Linked DNA regions of Gossypium hirsutum: region 1 is linked to region 2. The links are chromatin contacts, called in public Hi-C maps. All regions are on one chromosome and are shown on one strand. The core of a region is the stretch at or near the end of the contact, and the rest is flanking DNA. Distances in the headings are between cores, read along the strand shown. Region 1 has its middle 110 kb from the start of LOC121231084. Region 2 holds the start of LOC107961750 (ethylene-responsive transcription factor 4).

The links. Hi-C and Micro-C count contacts between places; a contact is called where the count stands out from the background.
Region 1: a contact with region 2 is called in a Hi-C map of leaf, with 4 times the contacts expected there. The contact joins the enhancer-like site here to the promoter of LOC107961750 in region 2. A contact is called at or near these places in 6 of 34 Hi-C or Micro-C datasets (callus, hypocotyl and leaf).

The regions. Positions count from the first base shown.
Region 1 is chrA06:84,802,650-84,809,492 of Gossypium_hirsutum_v2.1, reverse strand. No RefSeq gene overlaps it. Among protein-coding and RNA genes, the nearest start is that of LOC121231084, 110 kb to the right of the region's middle. Within about 2 kb of position 1,707, at least 9 of the 9 cell types and tissues checked have an H3K27ac peak or open chromatin away from gene starts, as enhancers often do. A contact at or near this core is called in hypocotyl and leaf, where this site is marked.
Region 2 is chrA06:84,476,008-84,482,776 of Gossypium_hirsutum_v2.1, reverse strand. LOC107961750 (ethylene-responsive transcription factor 4) reads right to left here and starts at 2,303. Exons shown (of 1, transcript XM_016897850.2): 1 at 358-2,303. The coding sequence starts at 1,391. The coding sequence ends at 705.

The sequences.
Region 1 (6,843 bases), core at 458-2,957, 330 kb before region 2:
AATTTCAATATATAAATTATATTTTAAATATTAAATATAACCAATAAATATTTGTAATTGAATATTAACACATTTGTATTGTTTTAAGAGATGATTTTTTATTTTAAATTAATGATTTGAAAAAGAAACGGAAAAAGAAAATGGAAGTACCATGTGTTTTTGAGAGAAAAAAATGGAGTGATGAAAAAGTAATAATACTTCCCGAAGTGCTTTTGACACAAAAAAAAAGTTAAAAAAAATAGCTTCTAAGGAAAAATACTTTTGAGTGAAACTGTTTTTTAAAATTCACTCATTTAACCTAAAAGTTGTTTTTCTTAAGCACAATTTATTTTTTCAAAAGTGTTTTTCAATTTTTTTAAGCATTGCTAAATAAGCCTTAATGGGATTGGTGTTTTCCAACACGCAAAGTTTGTGGTAGTTATATATAGGGTTAAATTTTGCTATCAGTCCTTATATTTTGTAAAAATTGTAGATTTAATCCATTTACTTTAATTTGATATTTTTTGTCTTTGTACTTTTCAAATTTAAAAAGTTTACTTCTCACCACACTATAATTGTTAAAGTCGTTAAGTTATACTACTTTTATAATAGAATTCGACAAATAGATTATCATATTTGTAATGTTATGTTGACTTGTTATTTTCATATATTGGATTAACAACTTTAATTTATATTCAAATTAAAATTTTGAAATCTGAAAAGTACAAGGACTGAGAATGATCTAGTCGGAGAATATAGACTAAATTTACAACTGTATATATAGTACAAGATTATTAATTGAATTTAACCAAACGGATTTAACTGATATTGTTTGAGTTAGAACTAAAATTGACCAATTAAAAAGTTATAGGGACTGATCAAAAGAATTTAACCTGTACATACTCTTCATTTTTAATTTGATTAAAATATGCAATATGTCCTTTTGTAAATTTAAAATTTAATTATTATATTTTTATTTCTAAGAATTTAGGCCTTGATTGATAATCCATTAATAAAATTAAATTAATTAAAAAATAATATTTTCAGTAATTTATTTCGGTTAGCATGTTTGATAACAAAAATTAAAAAAAATGATAAGAATTTTTTAATGAAAAAAGGTTGAAATTAATAAGTAGATTATTCCTTTAAACATTTTACCTTTAAAATTTTTAAAATTATTATTTATCAAAACAATCTACTCACATCTCATATTTATAGTTTCAACTAACATATCAAATAGATTTTAAAACTTAGTTTCAATATTTAATTTTTCAATTTATCAAATAACACATTACTCTTCTACTTTTAATTTTTAAATTTTAGATTTAATTGTTAACATTATTAAAATTATTTTATAAAATTCAAGTTTCTTAAAATATTTTTTTAGTTACATGACTACAAAGTGAATCTTTCTTTTATTCTAAAATATCATATCAATAAATTTTAACATTAAAAATTTAATAATATTAATAATTTGACTTAAAATTTAAAATTTAAAAGATAAAAAAATTAAATTACTAAAAATAAAAATATAATAATTAAATTCTAAATTTATAAAAAGTACTGGTGTTAGAATTTAACATTTTTACTCTCTTTTGTCTTATAATTTTACATAATCCCCAAAGTCTGCACTAAGTCAGATAAGCTAAGCTTCATTCATCACTATAATTACTATTGGCCGTCATTTCAGACTCCCACCATGGTCCCCATTTTCTTTATGGTCCAGTCTCACCCTTGTCTATGGCCACGCGTCGACCTCACGACCCTCTATCTGAACGAATCTGTCGGCAGCCAAGGCGTTCACGGCTTTCTTAAATTTCACCGCCCAAAGTAATTTAGTTTTAAGTCATGAAAGTTGTTTGGTTCTGTTGCGGGTTCTTACACAGAAAACACGGTGATGTTGTGTGCGGCGGCGATGGCGGCTGTTATTAGTACACACCGACACCGACGGTTTTATTTCTCGTGTTTCGCGTTATTAATATTATTAAAACGGCATTGGTAGTTGAGTCTTTCCCGCTTCTTCACAGTTGATAGTATATCTATTTATTTAACGAGGCGGCCATGATATGATTTGAATGATGGATGATGCATGGGTATGCGGATTTGATGTGCCATGCCATCATCTTTTATCATCATCATTATTGTCATGTATGAGGATGATAGTTTATGGTGATATGTGGCGGATTGATTCATTGACACTTCTATTTTCCAGTCATTTCATCGAGTTTAATTTATAAAAATAAAATTTGAAAACGACGAAGAATTGGCTGAGATTCTTGAGGGGAAGAACAACCAAATCCAAAGTAGAAAACGGATTTTGCCCAATACCACTAAAACTTGAGGGTAAAAAAGAAAACAATGTGCTAAATTTAGAGTTTTGTATATAAGATTTTTTATTTATTTTTAAAAAATGAAAAATGAAAAATCAAAATGGAAATTTGATATTTCGTACGATATTGTTGGTGCATCACATCACATGTTATGGAGCCGGACGATATTAAATCACTCGAGGGGGATTTGGACGGTGGCTAAATCCTATCCACTAATTCAGTGGGCCCAGTGTTGAAAATATGAGCAAGCTCTCATGAATTTGGAAGTAGAGTTGTGTATTCGATTGAGTTGAATTGAATTGAATCGAGTCGAGTTAAAAAAAATTTTGAGTTAGTTGAGTTGACGAATCTTATTTTAGCAACTGAATTCAATTTAAATTTTTTTGAACTGGATCAAATCAAGTCAAAAAATTTCAAGTCGAGTTAACGAATCCTATTATTTATACTCAATGTTGCGTTTATATTAACCGATTATTTAACTAGTAATTAACTACATAAATAATATAATAGTTATGCCTTTTAACTTAACGAGTAAACATTTATCAAAACAATGTAGTTTTACCTTTTAACTTAATGGTTTTGATTTTTAACTTTATAAAAGGTAAATATTTATAAAAATAGCGTAGTTTTGTCTTTTCTTATTCGGATTTTTTGATAACTCGAATTGTGTAATTCATATTCGACTTAAAATGGAAAAACTTAATTTTTTATTCGAGTTAATCCAAATAACTTGATTAACTTAAATAAATCGAGCTATTTAATTCAAAATTTAAAAATTTTATCGAATTTTTCGAATCGAATCGGATTTTGCTCACCCCTACTTGGAAGTAGGGCTCAAAAATAAATAAATAATAATAAATTACTTAAATTCGAAATAGGTAAATTACACACAATGTCACTAAATTATTAGTAAGTTTATATTTTAATTATTTGATTTTAAAAATTTACAAAATGATCACTAAACTATTTGAAAATTTTCATTTAAGTCGTAAGGCTGTTAAAATCGTTATTATATCGCCTTCTTTGTTCGCATCGCCTACACTAACTAAAACTCTCATTCCTCTTCTCTTATACAATTTTGTTTCTTTTTTTTTTATGAAATAGCTTTAAACGTCACCAATCTGTGAACCAAAATCTAATTTGTTTTCTTCTTTCATTTTCGACATTAATTGTTAGATCGACTTTGATCTAAAGTATATTCTTCTGCTCATTGATGGGTACTAATCCATCGTACCGATTGTAGAATTGTGGCTTAGTGTTTGCCAGACTTCTTAAAGAAACTTAACATCCTAGCGACTTAAATAAAAACTTTTTAATAATTCAGTGACTTAAATAAAAATTTTAGAATAGTTCAATAACTTAAATGAAAATTATTAAATAGTTCAATGATCATTTTGTAACTTTTTAAGTTAAGTGACCAAAAATGAAAACTTACAATTTAGTGACCTTAGGTATAATTTACTCGTTTGACATATATAAGTAACGAATTCACAATTATCCGATTCCAACTTAATTTTTTAATTTAAAATTAATTTAATTTATTACAATATAAAAATATTTAAAATAACAAAAATATTTTTAACATATTATGTAATTTAATTTTTTTAAAAATTACTATATAAGAGCTACTGATGATTTTATTTAAATTTTTAATTTTTAAAAATATTTATAAAACATTAGAATTTTATAAAATAATGTTCAAAAGCATAAAATAAAGTTAATTTTATCAAAATATGTAACAACCCCATACCCGACCCAACCGCCGAGTCAAGGCATCAAGATGTCACATTCGTTGCCGAAGCAATTACTGAAAATTTCAAATCAATTTATCATATTATTTAATCAATATAGATCATTAACTAATTTTAGTAATAATTAAATTTACGATAAAACTAATTATGAGTTAAATGAGCTCATTAAAACATCCACAATTGATCAAATGCTAAATTTGTAAAGTTCATAAAAATTGTTGAACTGTCATCGCAACGTTGGGGTTTCCATGTCGTGACATGGCGAACTTGTCATCGTGACGTCGTCGCTATTTTTCTATAAGTTCCATGTTTTATTTTTGTTTATTTATTTTATATCATTACCTGAACCGTATTCAGATGTTATAACTGCCACTTCATTTTATATATCATTCACTTACATATATTTCTAATCACCAGTCCTTATAAAAACATAATATTCAATGAAAGATAAAAAAGTTTATAAAATTAACACAAATATTAAAATTTTACAAATAAGACCATTAGATGACTTGCACTTACAAAATTAGTTTACCTAGTATATTTCATATTTATTTCTAAATTGTGCCAATCAATTAATTCTTCATAAAATTTTAACAAATAACTCACATCAATTAACAATTATTCACTTATTGCTTTATTAATTCGTTTAAGCATACTCATATGTATTAATCATTTCATCATCTACAACTATTTCGAAATATTTTAAATTTATCGACTATATATATTCATATATTTTTCCTCCTCCTCCTCCTCTCCATTCCACATCCTTTATGTATATATTTATTAAAATCTTTAGCTTTTAGTATATAACATGCTTGTATGTAACATTATTTATAATTCCACTATTTACTTATGTGTTTATATCAAAGCTGTCCACTTGAGTCATAGTCACTAAATTATTTATATCTTAAGCTACAAAATTTGAAATTAAGATCTGCTTGATGTTTTTGAAACTAGACTCAAGTATCATTTTACCATAAAAATTTCAGAATTTATAATTTAGGCTATAAATACAGTAAAATCTTCAAATTTATCCATATTCTGTTGTTTGACAACTTCAACCTTTCTTTACTAAAAATTAATTATCTCTTAGTACAGGTTTTGGATGATGTTTCCATTTGTTTCTATTGAAAATAGACTCATTAATAATTTAAAAATATAAATTTAAACCCATAATTATTTTTTACAACTTTTGATTATTTTTTAAAATCAGAACAGGAGAACCCTAAATTAATCTGACATTGTCTCACACAAAATCATATATCTCAAAATATGAAAATTTTTTGCTTACACTGTTTTTTCTATGTAAAACTAGATTCAATAAGATTTAATTCATGCTTTCATTAACCTTTAATTCAGTTTCTACAATTTTTCGTGAATTTTCAAATTCAGATTACTGCTGCTGTCTAAAACTATTTAAGTGCAAAATGTTGATAACCAAGTTTATAACACCCTCCTTTCATTTATCTATAATATTTCCTATCACTTCCTCTTATTTCCCTTCGATAACATATCAAGAACATAAAACCTTATATAAGAAAACTCTACTTTAACATCATTTTCATACTTTTTCAATAATATCAAACTTAAAAATATATTTAAATCTTGATGTTCTTACATTGTCCTATTGATTTCAAACTTTAACTTGATTTTCTCCCACTTCCAAATTCCGTTTTCTTGAATCCAAGGTGATTTTCTTGTTCTTCATAGTCTCCTTATCACTTTTCTCTCTTGGTGATTACCAAAATTCCTTAAAATTCTAGGTGAAAATTGTGGATTTTTGGTGGAAATACCAAATTATAAAGACAACAAAATTTTCTTCTTCTCTTCCCCTCACTCATGTTGGAAAGATGGGAGGATCCTCTCTTTTTCTTTTCCTCTTCTCCTCCTTTTATATTAGCTATTTATAATAAAATATTAGTAAAATATCTCATTAAAATATTAATAAAGTAATATTTATCTAATTAAATAATTATAAAATATCATCAAAATTTCTCCAACATTATTATTGCCTTCTAGAGTTCTCTTTCTTTCTAATTGACTATTTTGCCCTTTATGATCTTTTAAAATTTCATCCTTAAAATCATCACTTAATTTTATAAAATTACAATTTAGCCCCTTATTTTTTTTCACTTATTCAATTTGGCCCTTATTAATCTATTTCCTTAATTTATAGATCCTTCTACCTTTAAGATGTTTGCATTATTAGTCTTTCACTTCAACTTTTCCATATTTATACTTATGCCACAAAACTTTTCACATATTTACAATTTAGTCTATTCCTTAATTTAATACATTATGCCTTGCTTCTTGATTTAGCTTTCTTTTGATATTTTGCAACATTCATTTTCATTGATCTTATACTTTTTTTCGCTAAAATTTTATCGCATATTATTTATTACAAAGGGGGTTTTGAGGATGTTACATTTTTTTCCCCTTAAAATAATTTTCGTCCTCAAAATTTCCTTGATTCGGTAATTATTCTTACTTTTCTTCAAATAATTATTTTTTTATTTAACCCATAGTAGACTCGATTGAACAAGCAAATACACCAAAGTGTCACTACCACTTGCATATCCAACGTGCTCATATATTGTCTACTTGGGCATTTATATTGTTGTTTCATTGCTATCATTTATCAATTAATAGCTTATAAAGAAATTTACACTATTTACATTTTAATCATTATTTTCTTACAAATCAATATTCATTAATTTACTATTTTAATGTCTCTTATAATTAAATTTAAGTGTCTCTATTTCACACTTCTATTTTTTTTATAA
Region 2 (6,769 bases), core at 1,054-3,553:
ATGGTTTTGGATATTTTGACAAATCTGGTGTTGGGAAAAAATTGGTTCATCTATGCATTTCAAATGGTTCTAAAAATGCAATTACCAGCACCCATTTCCCAAAACTTGAATCATAAGTAATTTTTCAAATTAGTACAAATTAAGGAAGTTTGATAATATATCAATTCAGCAACCAACAGAACAAAACAAAAAGTAATGCGCTCATAACACTAATTAAAAATAGATCAGCAAAACACGTAAAGTTATCCATCATAGATCAAGAAATTGCCGGAATTAGTTTTCAGATTCCGGCAGAAATAATTACTATCAAACCCATAAATATACGTAAATCAAAAAAAGAGGAAACAACTAGCGGGATTAAGGAAACTTGTTGTGCTTAATTCATAGGGGGAAAAATTACAGTAATTAGTTATTAAAACAACAGACAAAACTGATGTTTATCTGCTGCAAAAAAGGAGTTCTTGAGCTAACTATACACATAATCTGGGCCATTCGATTGCCACGATAGATCACATCAAAATATCACAGCTGTTGCCGTAAATTTATCTCTTTTTTTTTTTTTGGGGTCTCATTTTCTCTAAAATCTACCTTCGATATTTCCTCGGGACTGCTAAGAAAGTTATGTTTAAACAACGAAATTTTAAAAAACTCGTTTTTCTTTTTTGCCTTTCCGCTTTGACGATCTGCGAATATTAAAAAATAAATCAGGCAATTTCCGGCACGGCAGGTTGGTTGAGATCGATATTGAGAAGCGGGCGCGACTTGACCTCGTGGTGGTTCAAATCAACGACGGATGATGAGTCAGAGTCGCTTTGTACACCATTAAACGTCGCATGAAGATCATGATGATCGAATCCAAACCGTTGAAATGGGTGTCCTTTCACTGCACCAGGCCGAACGAACGGTTCAAAGTAGAAAACTTTGCGGCCCGCAATATATGGCACCGGTGAAGCTTGCTGGAAAGGAAATCTAACAGCCGTAGGCACGTAACCAGTAACCGCCTCACCTTGTACGAGGTTGAGATCTAAAGGCGAAGAGTCTACCATGAGCGCCGGCTCACGGCTCGAGGATTCCACGGTGCTACTCTGGCTAGGGCTATGGTGGTTGTTGTTACCATTACTTTTACAGTTATTACCTTTGCTGAGATTCTCACAAGGGACCGGAAAATTAGTCTTGGCCTTGGCGCCGCGAAATTCCCTAGCGGCGGCGTCGTAGGCTCTGGCTGCTTCCTCGGCCGTATCAAAGGTTCCTAGCCAAACACGGCTCTTCTTCCCTGGATCTCTGATCTCAGCAGCGTAACGCCCCCATGGACGCTTCCTTACTCCTCTGAAATGAACCTCGTTATTATTCCCAGTACCCTTGACGGCCGCCGTTTTCTCCCTCGGTGCCATTTGAGAAGGGAAAGCCTCAGTTTTCTGTTTTCCGCTTGAAGAAAACGAAGAGTTGGGCTATGTTTTAATGTTCTCCTTTGGTAAAAGGGTATTTATGTGTGGGGTTGAGATAGAATGGAGGAGGGCGAAGCGAGGAGGATTTTATAGAAGGGGAGGAGAGGAATCGGCGAGGAATTGAAGCAGAGTCTAATGAAGGGTACAGTCAAGGAGGGATTTGACTGAGAGGGCGGCTGCCTGGTGGCAGTTTTGTAAATAACGTGACACGTGGGTTATCTTATTTATATCATCATGGCTATTATTATACTATTATCTAACGGATGTTATGATACTGTTGATTGCGTGCGGTAGTATGGGTCTCCATCTCACACTCTCTTCCATCGCGTCCTTTCACACAAAGTGGTGGAAATGGGAACAAGTCGCGTGGGGTAGGGATGTGAAGTGAGAAGAGGGAGTTCCAAAAAGTTGTCGGCATATTCTGCTAACTCGCCGCGTGACATTTGGTTATTTTATGGGTTGATACGATAAATAAGGAGTGGGGGGCGCTGGCTAGTGGCTAGCCCTTTATTTTATTTGTTAAGCCCCGACCCAGCTCCTTTTGAAGCGCTCGCTTGGACCAACAGGTGTTCCTCAGCAATCCAATTACAAGTGGGCACGTTTCATTTGTTCCTTACGCGTGTTGATTGCCACTTAGCAGTCGTAGAAACAAAAACAATAAAGCCTCCTCAGTCTAACGCCTGCTGCCCACATGATTAGCTTCTGACGTCTAGTATCATTTTCACCCGACAGCTCCCACCCTCACTCTCTTTCAACTTCTCGTCAATCTCACGCTCATTTACCCGCTTTTTAACATGGAATTGTTTGAATTTGTGATCAAGAAGCAGTAGTAATAATTTAATAATTATTTGTTGATTTGTTGGTTAAGAGAGTGTATGAAATAATAAAGTGGAATAACAACTAAAGAAGTGGTCATAGAAATTGAGAAGGTAAATCTTATTACAACAACCGTATAGAATAAAAAAAGGGTTTAGTTTCTTAATGAGTTGTGTTTTCTAGAAAATTCGTAGATTATAGGACAAATGTTTATATAATTAAAAAATAGGGTGGTGTGGGGGACAGCCCGGGCGGCTGCCCACAAAAATTTCCTAAGATTTCACGCTCCACAACACACCCACCAATTTTCTGCTGCCGGCTGTTGAGCGGAAACGTTAGGCCCCACACCTTTGAAATTAATTTAAAATTATGGTTGAGCCTCATTTCATTCTAACGGAAAAAATAGGAATTTTTTTTTAAAATTTTAAGTTAATTGAGTAGAATTATTCGACAGTTTGAGATAATTTGAATAAATAAATTAAGTTTTAAGTTCTAGTTAAATTGAATTTTATAATTTAAATAACTCAAATAATAAATTAATGTATATATCCCTTTAGTCTTTGCTCAATTTTAAGAATGAGCTAATTGGTTTTTTTTCAATAAAAAATTCAAATAATTTTTAAATATTTAAATTTTTATAAAAATCTTAAAATTTATATTTTTAAATTTTTTATAAAAATACAAAAATTCTAAAGAATATATAAAATAGTTTTAAAAAATTATAAAATAATAATTTTGAAAACTTAAATAAGTAAATTAACTATTTAAGTTGATCATACTAAAATATCTTTTTTTTATTTTACTTTGAAATTGAAAGAGTTTTTAAATATATATAGTTTCAAATATATATATATACTCTAAAATAGAATTAATTATACGGTGACAAGATTTTAATTTAACATATTTAATTTTTTTAATTTAACTCTATCACCTTATTTGATTTAAAAAAAATCAAATAGAATTAAAATAATAAAGTAAGACTCATCAACTCAATTAACTCAATATTTTTTTACTCAATTTTATCCTAGCATTCACCCCTATTTAAAACCATCATGTTGTTCTACTGCTTCAAAATCTCACTTCCATTTCAATATTTCATTTTCCTTGGTATGAAATTTTAATTTAGCACTGATTGGTACTTATGTAATTCAAATTTATGATTTTTTAAGGATTGACGTGAAAAAGAGTAGAGATATAATGAACTGGTAAAAGAATCAATAAATTTTATTTTTATATTTTTTATAAATATATTTTATAAGGTAACATATTTAACTTATATTCTTTCCGTGTGTATTTCGATGAGAAATTTAAGACTTCTTTGTTTTTTTTTTTTCAAACTGCTAATCTTTTAAAATGTAATATTTCAAAATCCTAGATTTCGTGAGGTTTTTTTTTTGGTAAATAATTTTACAAAAGATTAAATTATTTAAATTTCATGACTTAAAAAATAATTATAAAAGGAATAATAATATTAAAATTATAAAATAATTTTCTAGAATATAAAAATATACGATATAAATATCATTAGATTTGTAAAAAATATATTTGTACCAAGATATAGATAACCTTTTAAAATTATAAATATATTTTAGAATTAATAAAAAATGTTATTACATTATTTACCTTTAAAAGTTGCTCTTAATTATCACTTTAGTACCTAAAGTTTTGTTTGTATTTTGATACCTAAAGTTTCCAATTTAGTATTAGGTTTCCCTAACCATTAACAACGTTAAGAAAAAGCTGAAGGGGTGTCTTCCCTGCAAACCCACGTCGAACAATCTTTATTTTCTTTAAATAAATTAAAAATATAGAAAAAATGTAAAATTATAAAAATAATCCTAAAATGAAAATATATAATTTTTCTTAGAAAATAGGTAAAATATTTTAAAAATGAATATTCAAAAAAGAGAAGAATTTAGAAAAAAATAGAAAAAAAACAAAAAGGAATATAGGTTTATAAATATCTATAGTACTTTTTAATAATTTTGAATGTCTTTCAATTTTTTTTAATATTTTGCATTTTTAGGAACAAAAATAAAAAAAAAAGGAAAAAATCGCAAAAAAGAAAAGAAAATCAGAAAAATAGTCATGCAACGAACATTTTTTACTCAAATATACAAAATATATAAACTGTACATATACTTATATTTTCCTACTTTTTTCCCCAATTTTTTGTTCTTTTTATATTTTATATATTTAAAAAATGAAAAGTATATTTTTTATTTTTGGATATTGTTTTTATTTTTTTATTTTTAAATTTTTTTGAGATTTTCTAAATTTTTTGCTATTTCTTTTGAACTTATGCTCTTGTTGTACTATACTTGGAATAATATTTTGTACACCTCAGTGGAGCTTTTAAACTCTATAAACAGAGTTAAGGGTCGACAAGTATCTTATAGGAGTATAATAAAATATTAAAAAATATTTAAAAAAAAGTGACAAATGACAATTTTCTAAAATTGATTGTGGAATACAAAAAAAAAGTATATTATAATTGTATTAAATACTAACCTTATATATATTTAAAAAAAAGGAAGAAGAAGAGGAAAGTATATATATTTAAAAAAGGAAAGTATATTTTTAAAATTTCTAAAATTTTCTGATTTTTTTTAAAATGATATTTTTTCCTATTTTTGGATATTTATTTTTTTGTATTTTATATATTTTTAAGAAAGAAAAGTATATATTTTAACGTTTCTGAAAATATTTATTTTTTTTTATTTTAAAAAATATATTTTTCTAAATATATTACTTTTTTTAATTTTGGCTTTTTTTTTGTATTTATATTGTAGAGGGGAATATTTGACCAATTGGAATTCATCATTTCACATTATTGTTTATCTCTAACTTTAATTAATAAAGAGAAAAATAAAGGAATTAAATCTTTTTAGAACCTTTTTACAAAGAAATCATATTCTTTAAGGATTATTTTATTTTATATTTATATTAATATGAGATAAATAATAAATAAAAGAGTTTAATTCTTATAGAATACTTAAGTAAAGAAGTCAAATTTTATAAAAAAAAAAATTCTCTTTTATTCAAGTGACTAACACTATAAAAGGGGTCACCTTCAAGTCATTCTACACACTCACAAGTTCAAGGAGTCAAAAAAATCTATATAGAAATCTATGAAGAAACTAAAAAACTTGAAGAAATTTTGACAAACTCCATACCTGTTTTGAAGAAAACAACCTTTCAACCCAGTTCAACTTCAACCGAAGAAAGATGATTTAAACTCATTTTCATGATCAAGTCTCAATGACCCTTAAAGCAGACATCATTTATTCAAGATTAAGTTTGACGACCCTTAGATCAAAGCTTCATCAAAAGAAAATAATCAAAAAAGTTTTCTTTATAATAAGAAATCCAAAGATTGTAACTTCTTTTTGAAGTGTTAAATAAAATTTGACTCTAAATTTTCAAGTCAATATATGACTCAAAATTTGTGCATACAATTTCTAGCACACCTCGTCCATTATTGCCTTTCATCTTTTCTCTCAAAAAGTTAAAGTTTAACGTTGCAATGGCCTCCAAGAAGGTCATCTTCATCATCATCTGCAAATAAACTTTCAACCCTACTCAACCTAATTCTACAACTTGTTCAACTTTATTGTTAAGCACCATTGTCCCAACTCATCCCTATGGCATCTATCAAAAGACAAAAGCTATTTTAAAGTTACTCAGTCAAACTTTTTCAATACTCAGTGACAATCCATTTCATGGTGTTTTTTCACCAACTAAGTATTTAAAAGAAGTTTCTCCACATGGATCAAGTGTAGCTCACTAATTATCATTCAAGGTGAAAGATAGTCAACTAAATGACAACTCTTTTCCAACAACTCCCTCAAATCTAAATTTTAGAGTGATAATTGGCACTACAATCTTGGAAGAACAGGTGGCATCTTTGGCACTACAAGCATAAAAGGGAATGAATGATCAAATCGCTTTTATGATGACTCAAATTGAAAATTTAAATAGAAGAAAAAAATCTAAATGGAAGCAAAAAAACTTCTTCTAACAAAACTCACCATCAACCTCTTTAAGAAATTGGTAAAATCAAAGTTGTTGAAAGACTTCAAAGTGTTTCTTTATATCAACTCAAGGAGCTCGTCAATGAAGCTATCAAAGATCAAGTTGAAAGTGTTATTCCGCCTTTATATACATGTTCAAAACCATACAACCAGAGGATTGATCATTTGAAGATGCTTGAAAATTATCAATATCCAAAATTCTAACAAATCAATGGCAAAGGAAATTCACGTCTTCATGTCGCTTCATGAAAACTTGTAATAATGCGGGAATTGATGAAGATCTCACAGTGAATTAGTTTGTTTGATCCTTGAAAGGAAATGCTTTTGATTGATACAGTGATCTTGAGTTTGAAATGATTGATAGTTAGGAAGAACTTGAGTTACATTTTCTTAATCGACTCTATAGCACTCGTCGTATTGTTAGCGTAAGTTGAGCTCGTAAGCTCACATTAGAGGAAAGATAAGATAGTCATC